Linked DNA regions of Rattus norvegicus: region 2 is linked to region 1. Evidence: chromatin contacts called from public Hi-C data. All regions are on one chromosome and are shown on one strand. Each heading gives the region's core, a stretch centred on a gene start, on an enhancer-like site or on the middle of the called end of the contact. The rest is flanking DNA. Distances are from core to core; before and after follow the strand shown.

The links. Hi-C and Micro-C count contacts between places; a contact is called where the count stands out from the background.
Region 2: a Hi-C map of the A7r5 cell line shows a contact between it and region 1, with 2.2 times the contacts expected there. The contact joins the enhancer-like site here to the promoter of Neurl1b in region 1. A contact is called at or near these places in 3 of 12 Hi-C or Micro-C datasets (the A7r5 cell line, frontal cortex and psoas muscle).

Annotation. Positions count from the first base shown.
Region 1 is chr10:17,287,904-17,290,714 of GRCr8, reverse strand. Neurl1b (neuralized E3 ubiquitin protein ligase 1B) reads left to right here and starts at 1,353. Exons shown (of 5, transcript NM_001142652.2): 1 at 1,353-1,489. The coding sequence starts at 1,459. LOC102555877 (a long non-coding RNA gene) reads right to left here and starts at 1,274. Exons shown (of 3, transcript XR_005490106.2): 1 at 1,015-1,274.
Region 2 is chr10:17,391,538-17,394,348 of GRCr8, reverse strand. No RefSeq gene overlaps it. Among named protein-coding and RNA genes, the nearest start is that of Sh3pxd2b, 30 kb to the left of the region's middle. Within about 2 kb of position 1,423, at least 12 of the 93 cell types and tissues checked have an H3K27ac peak or open chromatin away from gene starts, as enhancers often do.

The sequences.
Region 1 (2,811 bases), core at 104-2,603:
CGGGAAGTGACCGAAACACAGCCACTTGCTGGAATGCTCTGAAAATGGCCTTTTAAACGCCGGGTGAACGGCAGCTTCCCCACCCTGCCGCCACAACGTCCTTTTGCCCTGAGTCATTTTATCTGAGTGAAATTCCTCAATTCCTTTTATAGCAATGGCGACCTCTGTAAGTACCCCAGGGTCATCCAGAGCGAAGGCCCTCAGTAACTGGGAGATCGGTTTGGGAATCTCTTCCACCCACCGAGCCTCAGTTTACCCTGTCCCTGCCGTGGAGGTGATAACCTTGCTTCCTAAGCTGATGAAAATACAGAGTATGGGAGGCTGAAAGTAATAGTTAGGGACTGGGTCTCCTCAGACGAATTATCACACCTCCCCCATCTTGGTGTGTCAGCCCCCCATTTTGGTGTGTCAGCCTGTGAGTTGGGACAGGGGTGGCATGAGCCATATGGCTTCAGCACAGGAGAGTAGCCAAGGCCGGAAGGTACTGAGAAAAGACCAGTACAGTGGGGAATGGTCGAACCTCCCCCCACCACACACAACACAACCCACCTCACACAGCACCCCAATTCTCTCGAAAACGTTCAGCCAGTGCTACCTGACACTCTAAATGTTATCGTTGGCTTTGATCACTGTGTGATTTCTCTCTCTCTCTCTCTCTCTCTCTCTCTCTCTCTCTCTCTCTCTCTCTCTCTCTCTCTCTCTCTCTCTCTCTTTCTTTCTTTCTGGAGCTGAGGACCGAACCCAGGGCCTTGCGCTTTCTAGGCAGGCACTCTACCACTGAGCTAAATCCCCAACCCCACTGTGTGATCTTAATTGCTAATTTTTCCTGTTCCATCCTTAAGAGCAGTGGACTGTGCCACACGGGGCTGAGGGTGTGGGCAGTACTTTAATGAAGAAGGCAGGGTGCGCTGAAGTCTGGGTTTCCCCCCACTACCCCGCTTATACACACTGAAGTCACTCCTCCTAGGTATGTGGCCTAGGGAATGGAGAAGTTCCCACCCCTCCCCATCTCACCCTGGATGGACTGTCATGGAGCCCCTGTCACTGTCCAGGGTGACCTGCATGTGTGCTCTCCGTCCCGGAGTCCAGGCACCACCCAAAGTGGCCCAGTGCCTGGAGGAGGCCTCTGTGCCCTGTGGCCCCTCCCGTGTGGCAGAAGGAGCCAGCGCTGTCCGCGCGGGAACGGCGAGGGCGGGAGGCCAGCCCCGCCTCTCCAGTGCGCTACCGGTGCAAACTTTCAAAAGACGCGGCGGCGGCCACGGCCCCGCCCCGGCACGGTTGGCGGCGGGCGCGGGGGCGGGGCGGGCGCGCCCGGGCCCGTGGCTCCGCCTCCTCCCGCCGCCGCCCGCGCCGCCCATCTGCCGCCCGCCGGTCGCCGGTGCAGCGGCAATGCCCCGCAGCCCGGCCTCGGCCCCCGGCCCGCCCAGCTAGCCCCGCGCCGCGACTCTCGGAGCAGCGATGGGCAACACGGTGCACCGGACCCTGCCAGGTACGCCCGGAGCCGCGCCCCGAGGTGGCGCGGAGCGCCTGGTACTCCCCGGGTCGCCGCAGCCGCGGAGCCCGGGTGCAAGCCAGAGCCTGGCTGCCCGAGCCTGATCCCCGGAGCCGCACCCCTGCGGGGCCGTGGGGACCCCGCCTGGTTCTCCTGGCCTTGGCCGTGCGCCCCGTGCCTTTGTTACAGCCGGAGGTCGCTGATGAGCGAACCGGAGTGGGGCATCGGGGCTTCCCCGGGCCGGAGCCTTCAGGGGGGCCGCCGGGCGCGGGTGTCCCGGGTCTCCTCGTACAGCCCGCATGCGCCCCCGCCACACGTGCTACTTCTTGGCGGCGTTCCCACGCGCGCCGGGCTGCACCCCGCTCGGGTGTCCGCTCAGCTGGGGGCCCTCCAAGCCCCATCAGAGCCGCTGCTGCGGAGCGCACCGCCCCCTAGTTATAAGCGCCCTAGAATTTCCCAGACCGGAGAAAGGCCACGGTGGGCGAGGGGCGTGGGGCGGGCGTGCGGAGGCCGGGGACGCCACGCCTCGTTGAAAATACCTAGTGATTGTGGAACAGGTCAGCGCGCCGAGGCTGTCACTGCCTGTTTGCAAAGAAGCGTGTTCCTAAGAAAAGGCACCCCGATTTTACACAAGTTGAAGCTCAGAACCGGAGAAATGACCTGATGACAGGGCAGTGGTGGGAGACTGCACGGGCCCTGTCAGCCTGTCTGCCCCGCCCCTCACCCCCACTGCTCCAAGTCTTCACAAGTATTTGGGCATAAGGCTGGATATTTACAGCATCCTTGGGCAAAGGCTGAGTGTGGTGTGTGTGTGTGTGTGTGTGTGTGTGTGTGTGTGTGTGTGTGTGTGTGTGTGTGTGTTGGGGGAGGGTAGTTCAGAGAAGAAGCAAGTTGGCTGTAGGTCAGATTCAGTGCAGCCCAGCGGACACCCTTTCTCTGCTCTGACACCCCCACAGTCATTCCTCCAGCAGTTACCCGAATAGGGTTGTCTCCTCCCCTGGAAGGGATTGGGCCAACCTGAGGCCCAAGCACTGCTGGGGAGGAGGCGGCTGGGGAGGGAGACAGCCCCTTCTACTAACAAGCCCGTGGGTGGCTTTCACTGCATCATTCCTAAGGTCAGCCAGGTGGAGTCACAGGCTGGTGAGCTTCAGAGGTGGCCTTAAAACCTGGGTCCCTACTAGACCGAGTGACAGCTGCTTCTTGTACACATGGCCATTGCTAGGATAAGACCCGGCCACCAATCTGGAGAAAGCTGAGGTCTCATCAGAGATGGCAGCCACAGAAGATCATGACTGGGACACCACTCCATACTCAACTGG
Region 2 (2,811 bases), core at 174-2,673, 100 kb before region 1:
TGTGGTTGTTGCCACCAAGTTCTTGTGCCTTCCCTGGGTGGGTGGAGACCACAGTTGCACTGGCTTTTGAGTGCTGGCCCTGGGAAACACTTCCTGGGATCACTCAACCAACCCTATATGATGTCCTTAGTTCCTCTTAAATGAATATGCATTTTCACAGTACGGAGTCCTTTAGGGGTGTGTCATACCCTTAGGGCACCTTTCTTGTCACCAGGGTCTGCTTCTCTTTAATGCTACTTACTCATCTCCTTAACAGTCACACCCAATCCTCCTTCCCTGAAACTTTTTTTTTTTTTTTTCGGAGCTGAGGATCGAACCCAGGGCCTTGCGCTTGCTAGGCCCTTCCCTGAAACTTAATCTTACCTGCACATCCTTTTAACCAAACATCATCTTCTCTTTCGGGTACACCTTTTTCTCTCTCACTGGGGGCCTCAGTGAGAGCTGTAAGCAATGACCTTGCCACAGCCTGAATGATCTCCTGAATGGTCTCCTGTCTGGAGATTTCCTCTGCCAGACACAGCAGCCTGTTCTCCTTAAATAAAACCCCACTCATGTTCTCAGGACGTAGGCAGAATGCAGTCAGAATACCACACAATGTCCCTCAACTCACTTCCTGAGAGAGCCTTTCCCCCAAAGCCTTGCTGGCTCTCTACTGTTCACGTTTCTCTGCATCCTTGTCTTTCAGGCTCCTATCAAAATGTCTCCATTAGTCTGTGCTTACGGTGTCCCAGGGACTTTCTAGGATAACATTCTAGGCTTTTCCATATGTCTCCCACAAACCAATTCAAAAGATCTAAGAACCACACGGTTGGGTTTCTCACAGCAGCACCAGCACCTCCTGATGTCCACTTTCCCATCCTGCCCCAGGTACCAATTTTCAATACTAGTCACTGTTGCTGTAACAACCGGGTACAAGCAACTTAAGGAACAGTTTACTATGGCTCATAGCTCTATGGAGTACAGTCCATCATGGTGGGAAGGTACGGTGGCAGAAGAGGAGGTGGTCATATTGTATAGACATTCTGGAAGCAGAGAGAGCTTGTGCTCAGCCGCCTTTCTGTTTATGTAGTCCAGGATTCCAGAACGGAATTGTTCTCCCATCATTCAACGCGGCTCTCCCATCAGATCCAGGACCGCTCGTGGCTCCAGGTCAGCTCTTGCCACATCTTTGTCCTCCCTCACGTGGCATAGGAATCTCTCCTGGCATGCAAGAAGCTACCCGAGGGCAGTGAGATGCCTTCTACAGTCCCGCCAGAGTGCCACTGTGTCTGAACTGACCCCCGGCAATTACACGGATCTGAGTGCGGCCCTACAAATAGACATTTAACAAACATTTGGTTGTGCAAAGGCATGGTGATGTTGGAGGTGCTGACGATACTGGAGTAGCCTTGCACATACCTGCAGTGACCTGCAGAGGGCGCGCTGGAGACCGCCTGCCTGGTAGTCATAAACAGCTGAGAGAGGGCCCCAAGGTGGCACCACTGTCTTTACAATAAGAGCTGAGCTTACTATTTTCTTATACTCTAGATCCTCCACCCTGCAGTGTGGTTCGAGGCTCTCAGCAGATGCCTTAGCCCTCCTACCCTCCAGCACTGCGGGCCGAATCAGTTCTACAGTTCATCCATCCCCCAGTCTCAGGACAGAAAGGTGCTTTGTGATGTTAAATGGTCTCATGGATGGGAGGTGCTTGCTTGAGATTGCCTGGTGTTGTTACCTATGGGAAGCAGAGCTAGCGTCCTTTCCCACAGGGCAGTGTGGGGAGGGGAGGGCTTGCTGTCCCCAGTTTAGGCTTCTAACCCATGCCTGTGAAGGGAACGTTTGGTGCAGATCATCTATTCCCTGCATGAGCTCCTGGTGTGAGAGTTGATTGACAGATTGCTATGTCTGAGGATTGGTGACAGTGTCCTGAGTCCATTGTCTCAGTTTCCAGACAGTTCCAGACAAAACCAAACGCAGCTGCTTTCAGAGGCACACAGGAGAGAGACGGGCTGCTATTTTAAGACAGCCACCGAGCTCTTTTTCGCAGCCCTAGAAGCAGCAGAGCAGACCACAGGGAGGCGGGGAGGGGGTGAGTCACAAAGGATCAGGGGGGGGGGGCTTTGGAGGTGGAGCAGAGGAGGCCCGCCTAGGCTGATGGACAGACAGTTCAGGGTACACCAGCGCCTGCCCATGTCCTTTAGGGGATGCCTCCATGCCACTGGTGGGGAAACTGAGGCAGGGATGTTTACAAGCAGGGAGTGTGTGGAGCAGATCCTCAGGTACCCAAGTTATGACTCCATCTCCACAGCTTAACCGGTCAATAAAAGGCTGGAGCCTGTGATTGGGCAGGGGAGGGACGAGGGTAGGACTGGAGGTTTGAGAAGGGAGTTGCAGGTAGAGAGAGAGAAAGGAGGAGAGGAAGACTGAGGAGGAGGAAGCCACCATAGACCAGAACCGTGTGGGCAGGAGAAACGTCGAGTAATGGGGGTGTTGTAGCTGGGGATTGAGTGAGGACAGCCCTAGCCCTGCCCAATCCAGGCATAGGATCATCAATAAAATATCTGGATTGCGCGTCTTTTATACAGGCTTGTTAGGATTGTAAATCATTACTTCAGAAGGCTTTCCTCTGTAAGTGACAGGGGATTATGTTGGAAAAAGAAAAGCGAATTGTAGACACATGTATACATACAGCAGGTATTTAAAAAAACAAAAACTATGGCTGAGGAACCCGAGTTTGAACACCTAGAACCCGTGTCCAAAAGTCAGGCGTGGTGGCTGATACTGTCAAAGCTGGGCAATCAGACTGGAAGATCCCTGGAGCTCAGACAGACA